Linked DNA regions of Mus musculus: region 1 is linked to region 2. The links are chromatin contacts, called in public Hi-C maps. All regions are on one chromosome and are shown on one strand. Each heading gives the region's core, a stretch centred on a gene start, on an enhancer-like site or on the middle of the called end of the contact. The rest is flanking DNA. Distances are from core to core; before and after follow the strand shown. Region 1 overlaps Nprl3 (nitrogen permease regulator-like 3). Region 2 has its middle 5.7 kb from the start of Gm39675.

What was found. A called contact is a pair of places that touch in the nucleus more often than the background predicts.
Region 1: a Hi-C map of the G1E-ER4 cell line shows a contact between it and region 2, with 3 times the contacts expected there. The contact joins two enhancer-like sites. A contact is called at or near these places in 1 of 484 Hi-C or Micro-C datasets (the G1E-ER4 cell line) and 2 of 115 datasets of contacts at active chromatin or transcription factors (double positive thymocytes and fetal liver).

What each region holds. Positions count from the first base shown.
Region 1 is chr11:32,248,526-32,253,688 of GRCm38.p6, reverse strand. Nprl3 (nitrogen permease regulator-like 3) reads left to right here. Exons shown (of 13, transcript NM_181569.3): 5 at 3,411-3,564. Among named protein-coding and RNA genes, the nearest start is that of Nprl3, 17 kb to the left of the region's middle. RefSeq lists enhancers at 2,438-2,714, 2,325-2,838, 2,320-2,885, 1,280-2,896, 1,831-3,139 and 1 more. Within about 2 kb of position 2,123, at least 56 of the 459 cell types and tissues checked have an H3K27ac peak or open chromatin away from gene starts, as enhancers often do. A contact at or near this core is called in the G1E-ER4 cell line, where this site is marked.
Region 2 is chr11:31,840,686-31,845,606 of GRCm38.p6, reverse strand. No RefSeq gene overlaps it. Among named protein-coding and RNA genes, the nearest start is that of Gm39675, 5.7 kb to the right of the region's middle. Within about 2 kb of position 2,231, at least 38 of the 459 cell types and tissues checked have an H3K27ac peak or open chromatin away from gene starts, as enhancers often do. A contact at or near this core is called in the G1E-ER4 cell line, where this site is marked.

The sequences.
Region 1 (5,163 bases), core at 874-3,373, 410 kb before region 2:
TATTTACTTTATTAACAGTAGTAGATAGGCTGGAGAGATGGCTCAGCAGTTGAGAGCACTGACTGCTCTTCCAAAGGTCTTGACTTCAGTTCCCAGCAACCGCATGGTGGCTCACAACCATCTGTAATGGGATCTAATGCCCCTTTCTGGTGTGTCTGAAAACAGCTAAAGTGTACTCATATACATAAATTAAATAAAATCTTAAAAGGAGGGGAGAGGAAAAACAAAACAGTGGTAGTCATAGAGCTCAGGGCCTCTATTACTAAGCTACATCCTTAGCCCTGAATGCTTCCCATTTTAAAGTGGATGGTGGCGCACACCTGTTATCCCAGCATTTGGGAGGCAGGAGCTGGAGAATTGCCACAAATTTGAGGCCAGGCTGTGCCACAGAATGAGATCCTATCTCACAAACAAACACAGATGAACCCTACACTCAGCTAGAACAGGTGGCACATTCCTATAATCCCAGTTCTTGGGGAACTGAGTTAGGACAGTTAGGAGCTCAAAGTCAATTTCTGCTACATAGTGAATTTGAGGCCAGTTTGGGCTACATGAGACCCTGTCTTTGTACCCCATTACTTAGTATACAATTTAAGTCAGCATGACTTGAATTGTCATTGGCTATAGAGTAACACCTTACTATATCATATAAATATCACATTACCAAATAATAAACAAAATGCACAATTTAGTTACACCTAGTACACGTGTGATGTCGCCATGTATCATTTACCTTGTTGATCACTGCTATCTAGATTCATATTTCATTTCTTAGCAGGAAAGCCATAAGAAGCCCAGTAGCAGTTTGTGTCTGTATTTCAGAGGGAATCCTAGGCCTCGTGACCGTTCTATTGTTAGATTTATGTTTACTTATGAGCGTGAGACAATGTGTGTGTCCAAGGACAGAAGAGGACTCAGACCCCTTGGAGCTGGACTTGCAAGCAGTTGTGAACCACCACATGTGTGTAGAGACAGAACTCAGGACCTCCTGAAGGACAGCAAATGGTCTTAGCCCCTGAGCCACCTTTCTGGCACTGTCTCTCTTTTTGTTTTGTTTCTGTTGAGACTGGGTCTCAGAATGTAACTTTGTCTGGCCTGGAACTTGCTGTATAGATCAGACTAGCCTGAAACTCACTGAAATCTACCTGCCTCTGCCTCCTGAGCATTGGGATTAAAGGCGTGGGCCACCGTGCCTGGCTTTTATTACTTTTTAAAGAAATGGTCTTGTATATCCCAGGCTGGCCATGAACACTTATGTATCTGAGGATGACCTAGAATTCCTGATCCTCCTGCTTCCACCTCACAAGTGCTAAGATTATAGCCATGTGCCTCATACCTGTCATATACCCATTCAGTATTCTGTTACAAGACATATCTGTAAAACAATAGTTTTATTTTATGCCATAATGCCCTTTTGAATCTGACAAGAATTAACCATGACAAGTTAGTATTAACTAGTACTTGGTCTGTTAAAGCATCTTGATTGAGAATGGTTTTCAGTTGGCCTGTATGAGCCAAGATGCAAACCCTGCTCTCTGTGGTGTTCTCTGTTTCCACTAGTCCTGCCACATTTCCCATGTTCAGATTTGTCTCATTGGGCAGACTTTCTGTGTCCTGCAGACTGGAAGTTATTATGAAGGTGTAGTTATATCTGGATACATGCTTTTGGGAGGCAGAAAGTCCCATGGATGACGATATATTAACTTTGGTGTTATTTCTTACCCTGTACTGTGAATGTTCACTTTGTTTGAGATGGTGTCACATAGGCCAGGCTGTCCTTAACCTTCCTATGTAGGCTTGAGCTTGATCCTTCTACCTCCCAAGTGATGGCATTATAGGGGTAAGCTACCATACCTAGCTGTAAATACACTTTTTGTTAGCATTCCCATTAAACTCTGCCTCATTCTAGGTGGCAGCTTTCTCAGCGTGTCCCTGCATAGCCTTGGGTGCTGAAGGCAGCAAACAAGACATACCAGATATCCCTTTAGTGTATGTCATTGAGCCTTATGGTGTGGGGGTGAGAACTACCTCGCACAAAGGGGACACTCAAACAGTTGGTCCCCCCCAGCTGCTATAGGGATGCTTTTGTACCTCAGCTAGTGGCACCTCCAGCAGAGAGAATGACTCACTGTGACTTCAGTCATTAGTCAGAGGAAAAGTTTGTGTCTAAGAGTATTCTCTCCCCGCTTTCTAGTGGAGTATTTTTATACGGACTCTTGTGAATGTGTACTTTGTATTGAGGCTATTGTAAATCAGCCCTTTTAGGACATGGTCAAGGAGATGCCCTGAGCATGAAGTGTCACGGCAGACGGCCTGGTGGCTGCAAGTCTGCCCAGGTTTTGCTTCTCTTTGTAAGTGTGTGGCTTATTGAGAATGTAGAAAGTCTTCCCAACTGCAGGTGTACAAGGTGTTGTCAGGGTAAGATTTTGACTTAAGGTAACAGGCACAGGGTCACTTGGCAAATAAACAGGATGGGAAAACAGCGTCAGAGGTCCTAATCAGTGGTACCATTTGTCCTTTCCTTTCTGACTCTGTACCCCCAAGTATTACTCAGCAGTCCTAGTGGCCTCTAGAAACTCTGAGTCATGCTTGGCTTAGTTATCTGCTCGTTCAAGCATCTCCATAGATCCCACAGTGGTCTGCTCCACCCTTGGCCTGGGTGTGTACACCTGCTGTTGACTATGGTCACTGATAGGTTCCAGATGGGTGTATGCTACTTTGACCTAGTTAGTGTAGGTATGCAGTAGATGCTTGTGAGAGACATGGGCCAGGAGCCTAGTGGTAATCTGATTAACAGATTAGCTAGGAATAATTCATCCCTGACAGATGTTTAGCAAATAGCATAACACTTTTATGTTGTTTGTTCTGGAACCGTGTGGCCTGTTGTGAATGAATTCCTATATACTATAGGCCAGACATGTTCATGAGTGGTCAGTGCACAACAGTGATTACAGATACCTCCAAGGTTTTGCTCAGGTCAACCTCTGTTCTGAGTGCTGTATGTGTTTGACTAGTTTCCTCTGCTTGCTAGTTTTCCTTCTTCAGATGATGACCAGTGACCCAAGATCATATCATAATAGGTGGGTGGAATCAGTGCCCTTAGCTGTCCCTTGATTTTCTCTACAGTCATAGCACAGTGGGAATGTGTGTTCCCCATAGAGGACTCCCATGGAGTCATCTCTGCAACCTTCTAGACAGTTGTTCCCAAGACTAGAAGATGAGGAAGTCAGCCAGCATGTATATAGGTAGGCTAGGAGCATGCACAGGGAACTCTGGGTGGCAGTTACTATGTAGAGAAACCTAGTGGCAAGGAATGGAGAGGGCATCTGTCATGGTCTATGCTTTTGTATTAGAGACGTATAAGTGTGTCTCTGCATACATATTCTGAGTGTTTGACCTCTGGTGTGCAGGCCAATGCTGATCCATCAGTGATAAACTGTCTACACAACTTGTCCCGCCGAATTGCTACTGTCCTGCAGCATGAGGAGCGCCGCTGCCAGTACCTCACTCGAGAGGCCAAGCTGATCCTAGCACTTCAGGATGAGGTGTCTGCTATGGCTGATGGTAAGTGCAGCAGCCTGCTGAGCTCGAGTCTGATGGCTTCTCTTTGTGTAGTATCTCTAGAGGACCAACTGGTCATTCTGCTTTGTTTTGAGGCAATTTCAGATAATGCTCTAAGTTGGCTCTCTAGTTCCAGGGATACTATTAAAGAGATCCTCTGTGCAGGGAAGGGCAGGCTTGCTGCCTGGTTGCAAGTTTGATCACATGCCAGTTCTCTTTGTGGACTTGGGGTATGCGGACAGTACAGAGAATCTCCATCTCCAAGGGCCTCTCCAACACCATAACACAACTGTCAGAAGCTAACCAAAGCTTTGGATTTGGTGAGCTGGGTACTGGAGAGGAAGTCCTTACTGTCTCTGTCAGTAAGCAGAGACTGGCTAGAGAAGTTACAAGAACTACACATTGAGCTGGTCATGACCAGCACAGAAAGTCTCTTGTAGGGGTTCATATATGAATCTGCTGTGCTAAATGCATGGGTCTGAATTGATCTCTCTAGGAATGACCCCACACATTGTTATATGATCGACCACCTTTCATTTAGGACAGAATGCCTGGCATTGGTTCTGCTACACAAATTTGTCCTGGGATGGGAAACTCAGGGAGGGGCCATTGAGAACATCCAGCTGGTAAACTGGGTGATTTCCATACTTGGAACTTATAATTTAAAAGCTGAAGAACCTAACTGTCCCCTAACTAATCAAAAAATAATTTGTGCTGATAGACACTGTGTAACCTTTAGAGTGCCCAGAGGACTACATTGGAAAGAAACTGGGAATGACCTCGGCTTCCTTCTCCTAGGCTTATCAGCTACAGAAGAAAGAATGAGGAACAGAAATTAGAACAAATCATTACAAACTAACAAAGTCTTGTCTGATTCTAATGTATTTTCAGTGAAAACTTTACTTATTTTCCTTGGAAAATTAGGTGGGCATGGTGGCGTGCACCTCTTATACTAGCCTATAGAAGGCAAAGGCCAGTGAATCTCTGGGCTCCTGGACAGTCATGGATATAGAGAGAGAGACCGTGTCTCTAAAACAAAACTACTTATATTATGGGCCTGGGAATCATTGTAGAGTGGTTGCCTAGTTTATGTAAGGCTCTGGATTCCAGCCCTAGGGCCCAAGACAAAGCAAAAACAAGCAAACAAACAACACTCATGATTTTTATATTAGCTAATTATAAGTATGCTAGGAAACAATCCAGAAATTTTCTTTTAAGATTTAGATCTGGGCATGGTGGTACTTGCCTTTAATCTTAGGACTTGAGAAAAAGAGGCAAGTGGGAATCTCTGAGTTTTGAGGCCAGCCTGGTCTGCAGAATAAGGTCTAGGCCAGCCAAGGCTATACAGTGAGACCCTGTCTCAAAAAGAAAGAAAGAAACCAAAAACAACAAAAATCTGTTAAAAAATTAAATATTAAAAAACCCATGTTCATCTTAGTTATATATATTTTTGCTAGAGATTCATGAAAATTAAAAGATATTTTAGTCCTAAAGACACATCTCATGATGGTACAGTGTGGAAGTGGAGTTGGATGGCATGGGAATACCCAGTCACAGCGACAGAGGGTGGGGCTGCTGAGCCAAGAGACATGTGCCGTCTGT
Region 2 (4,921 bases), core at 982-3,481:
CATGCATGTATGAGCTGTGACACAGCTTATCATGTATGTCAGAGCTGTGATTCACCACACCATGCATGTCAGAGCAGTGACACAGCTTATCATGTATGTCAGAGCTGTGATTCACCACACCATGCATGTCAGAGCAGTGACACAGCTTATCATGTATGTCAGAGCTGTGATTCACCACATCATGCATGTCAGAGCAGTGACACAGCTTATCATGAATGTCAGAGCTGTGATGCACCGCATCATGCATGTATGAGCTGTGACACAGCTTATCATGAATGTCAGAGCTGTGATGCACCACATCATGCATGTCAGAGCAGTGACACAGCTTATCATGTATGTCAGAGCTGGGACTGCTTCCTCTTTGGGACAGTTTAGATGGTGTACATGGTAGGTAGAGGAGAGTGGTGAAAGAACAGGCCACAGAGATAGCAAAGGTGAGACTGGCCTTGAGAATCAGCTTGCTTCTCCTTTTGATCTTTCTCCAGCCTCACACTAGTCTGCAGGTGCCCAGCCAAAGTCAGTAGGCAGGAGGGGGGGGTGAAAAGTGTGGGATCCAGCAAACTAAAAAGGAACAAGCCAGTATTTCCAAGCAGCACACTGGCATGTTAGAGGAATGGATCTAGGCTCTCTTCTGAGGTTACAAGAAGAAAGTCACTGACTCCAGGTCAGAGGATGAGACACTTAAGGAGCAGCAGGGCATCAGGAGCCCAACTCTGGAGTGATTATTCGACTGGGCTTTGTGAGGGGGCTCTTCACTGAGACACTAATATTCTGTGCAGTATGCACACATGAGAATGTGCAGTGGAGTTGGGGAGTCTCTGCCCTCAGGTTATATTACTTCTGTTCAGATCCCAGTACTTCTGCTTCCTAGCTGTCCCAGTTTAGGCATGATTCCTTACTCAGAGGAGTGAAGCAGGCGGCTCAATGGCCTTCGCTCAGTGTTTCTCCATGGCATCTCATCTCATTGACTCATGTTTCTGTGGTGTCGGAGTGGAACCCAGGGCCATGCACGTGCTAGGTTAATGCTCTACCACATAGCAGCCCCCCTAGCTCGAACTAATTCCTTTTACGTTAGGAAAGGCAGAGAGCACCTTCTGCTTCTGACCTACCTCTCACATGGGCTGGGACCATTCAGCAGAGTGGGGTGCCGCAAACTGGAGCCATATGTGTAGAGTTTAATCCTGGCCCTTCCCTTTTCAAGTTTGGTAACCTGGAGCAACTTGCCTGGCTTCCCCTTGCCTCAGTTTTCTAGTCTTGTGAGGTGGGGAGGACTTGGCCCTTTGTCTTAAGAGTTCTTAGGACCATGGTTCTTTGGAAGGAGATGGCTGATGCAGAGCAAGTGTCCAGCAAATGTGAGTTATTACAATGCTATGTTTCTCTGGCATTTTCAGATGACAGTGTTTCATGGTTAAACTGTCCCTTCCCCAGCCTGCTGCTGAGCCAGAGAACTCAGATCTGCAGGGCAGCAAAGAAACGCTTCTTCATCTTGCTGTGATGTCAGGAGGGCTCCTTATCAATAATGGAACAGTTTTTCCAGGAACCCAATCTAGAGAGCGCAGCACCCTGGCTGCTGCAGGGCCTGGCTGGCTGGTGTTCCGGGAAGACGCTGGGCAGAGAGGAGTGTTATCTTGGATATGTCTTGCCTGCTATGTGAGCAGAGGCGGGGCATGCCTGTCTTGAAACAGGGCTCTTCAGTGCTCCCACATTGTGCTACAACAGGCCCAGGCAGACAGCCCTATACCTAACCTGCTGTGTTCAAGGCACAAGACTGGAATCATTAGTGTGGCAGCCATTCTGAGTGTCCTCTCTTCCCTTGCCGTTCATCTCCAAGCCTTCTGAGTCCAGATGGCTTTGTTTCCAAATGGATCCCACATCTTCCCCTATCTTAGGACACAGAGCTCACTCCTGCTTGCCTTGGTGCCTAAAGCAGTGTCACCTTGCTTCCCTGATCTCTATGCAGCCTCCTATGTGCCACTTCAGTGCACATAAGCATGCACATCCGCACATGTATGCATACGCATGCAGACACAGACACACTAGCATCAAAGGCTCGTCTAAATACATTTTGATTTGTCACCCCCATGCCAGAACCTTCCAGGCCTGAACTCAACTTGATGTTCTATCTCTTTACTTGGACCCTGTGTCAGCCTCTGTCCACCATCATCCTATGCCCTTCTGGTCATGCTGCTCCTGCTTCCACACGTGTCCCAGTGTGAGTTAGTTCTAACCTTTGGACCTTCACCCTTGATGTCCTTGCTATGGCTGACTCCTATTCGCCACACAGCTTCTGGGTCATAAATAGAACCTTCCCAGAGGAACTTTCCCTTACTACAGTGGCCATGTGCTTTCATCTTTTCTGCCTGTTGTAGACCTGAACATTTTTACCGCAAGACTCATCTCAAGTAGAACCTGCCTGCTTGTTTTTGCTCTCTCAAAGGGAACCCCTTGGGGGCACAGGTCTGCCCCTCTTGCTCACTGCCATATTCTAATATCTCCAATCATCCCTGGCAAGTGATAGGAGCCAGCAGGTTGTGTGGTGGAGTTGGGTGTGAGCTGGCGTTGAATCCTGCCCTGAATGAACATGATGTAATTCTCTGGAGAAGATTTCAACCCCACTGCTTCCTCCCGTGTGAGCTTCAGAAGGCTCTTACCTCCCCCTGGGCTATTAAATGGAGATAGGAGTCATCCAGATTCTAGATACTTGGTTATTGTTTTTTTGTTTTTATATAGAGGCTGACAGACCCCATGTGCAGCGTTACCACCGAATCAAAAGTGTTGTCCCACTGCACCCTGCTTTGCACTAACAGGGATAATGCCCAGAGGATCTGCTTCTCTCAGCAGAAGTGGACTGCTCGGACTTTAGAGTTTGGGCTGTGGCTGCCAGGTTGCTTAGAGAGACCACAGCCATTTAACTATAAGCGTCTCTTCTGCACTGAGTGTCTGTCTTACAAATGACACACAGTTGGCTTTATAGGGTCCCTCTTCCTCTCACCAAACCACAGGAGCAACAAATTGAAAGGCTGCAGCTGTGAACATACACAGGCCTTGTTGGAGAGACTTCATCATCACATGTGAGGAAAGATGACAAAGAGGGTAAGAGGGGGGCAGCATGCTTCCCTGTACCAGAGCTGGTGGGGAAAGGGAAGGCCCAACATGATGTAACATTAAGGGAGCTGGGAGAATTTGGATTTTATGGCCATGAACATGCAGCTATAAAAACACTTTCAGTGTTGGCATTTCTACAAGAAAAATAATTTTCGTTATTGTGACTCTAAAGCACTCTTATATACTCCCCAACCAGCTTTCCTCAGTCCCATTGAAACAATTTACTTTATAGCCTTGAACTTGAAGTCAGGGTTGGTCTGCCTACAAAGCCAGTGAGGACCATCAGTTCTTAGGAGACAGTGTGCTGTGATGACATTTTATCCTTTAGCATGGTGAGGGCCATCAGTTCTTAGGAGACAGGCTTTGCCAGTGTGCTCTATGACTCTTTATCCTTTAGCATGGTGGACAAAGCACTTAACACAGTACCCAACTCACACCTCTGAGCATTAACTGTTCCTCAGACTTGTTGTTTCGTAAAATACACTTAGTACTGTGCTCTGATGCCCAATGGCATGGATTAAATTCCAGTGAAGGTGACCTTGAACACAGTCATGTTCCACCTCCCAGACCATGCCCTAGCTGTACCTTCTAACACAGAGCGAGGAGAGAAACATAACATGACATGACGTAACATGACATGACGTAACATGACATAACATAACATAACATAACATAACATGACAAACATGTGTGCCTGCCACACACCTCCCCACACCTTACAGCAGTTAAGTTTCATGGCATTCTTGGAAGGTAAGGTGGCTCCTCCCCAACTCACACACTAAGAAACCGAGTCTTGGCCCACTGCAGTAATTCACCATAGGAGCTAGAAATAGGCCAGGCTGGATTGGAACCCAGATCTGACTCAGGACTGTGATTTTCCAGAGTCTGGGATGGATTTGTAAGTCCTTGGTTCTTACCAAGGACTTAAAAATTAGGGGTCTGCAAGACCAACATTTGAGCTCTCTATCCATGTATCTTTCAAAAGGGAACCATAGCTGTTGTTTGTTTCTCTGTCCATTTGCTGGGTGTGGTTAATCCTGCACTAGGCCTTCAGCTTCTCAGCCTTAGCTGGTCAGGCCTCATCTGTAACCCAACCCATGATCCTAACAGAATCCAGTTAAAGGAAGCTATCTGCTGTCAAGACTGCGTAAATATTTCATGGTGTCCTGGATTGCTCTGCTCTGGGACAGGCAGGACTGCTAATGGATCAACCACAGGCACCAGATGTCCTGGAGCTGGGGACAGATAGATGGCCCAGTGGAGAAGCCAACAGACAATGGGCGCTTCACACCAGGCATCCTGTGAAGGACACATCTGTGTATTTATAGTGATCGAATCACAAAACTCCCGGTTTGATCTTTGAACCTAGATGTCAAGGGAAAGCTACTTTGGCGCTTTTATTACCCTCATGTCAACCTCTACACAGACTTCTAAGGAGTGTGAACCTGTATGCACGCACACCCCCCCACCCCCCACACACATACACACACACACACACACACACACACACACACACACACACACACACACACACACATAACATACAGAAATTGACTGAGCACCACCCAATCTGCTGATGGGAAAGCTGAGACAACAGGATTATCCTGATGGGCTCTGGTTCACCCTAGAGATAAAATCTGGTGAAGTCTACTGGAAAAAGCACGGAATATGGATCCAAAGGGAACTCAGTTTCTCTTCCATCAACTACTTACTGCTTATAGCAAGCTCACTTCTCCATCTGAGCCTCAGTTCCCATTTTCTGGATAATTCTTGGGCTTCATGATGTCATTGCTGCCTCAGTTTACTCCCCTAGGAT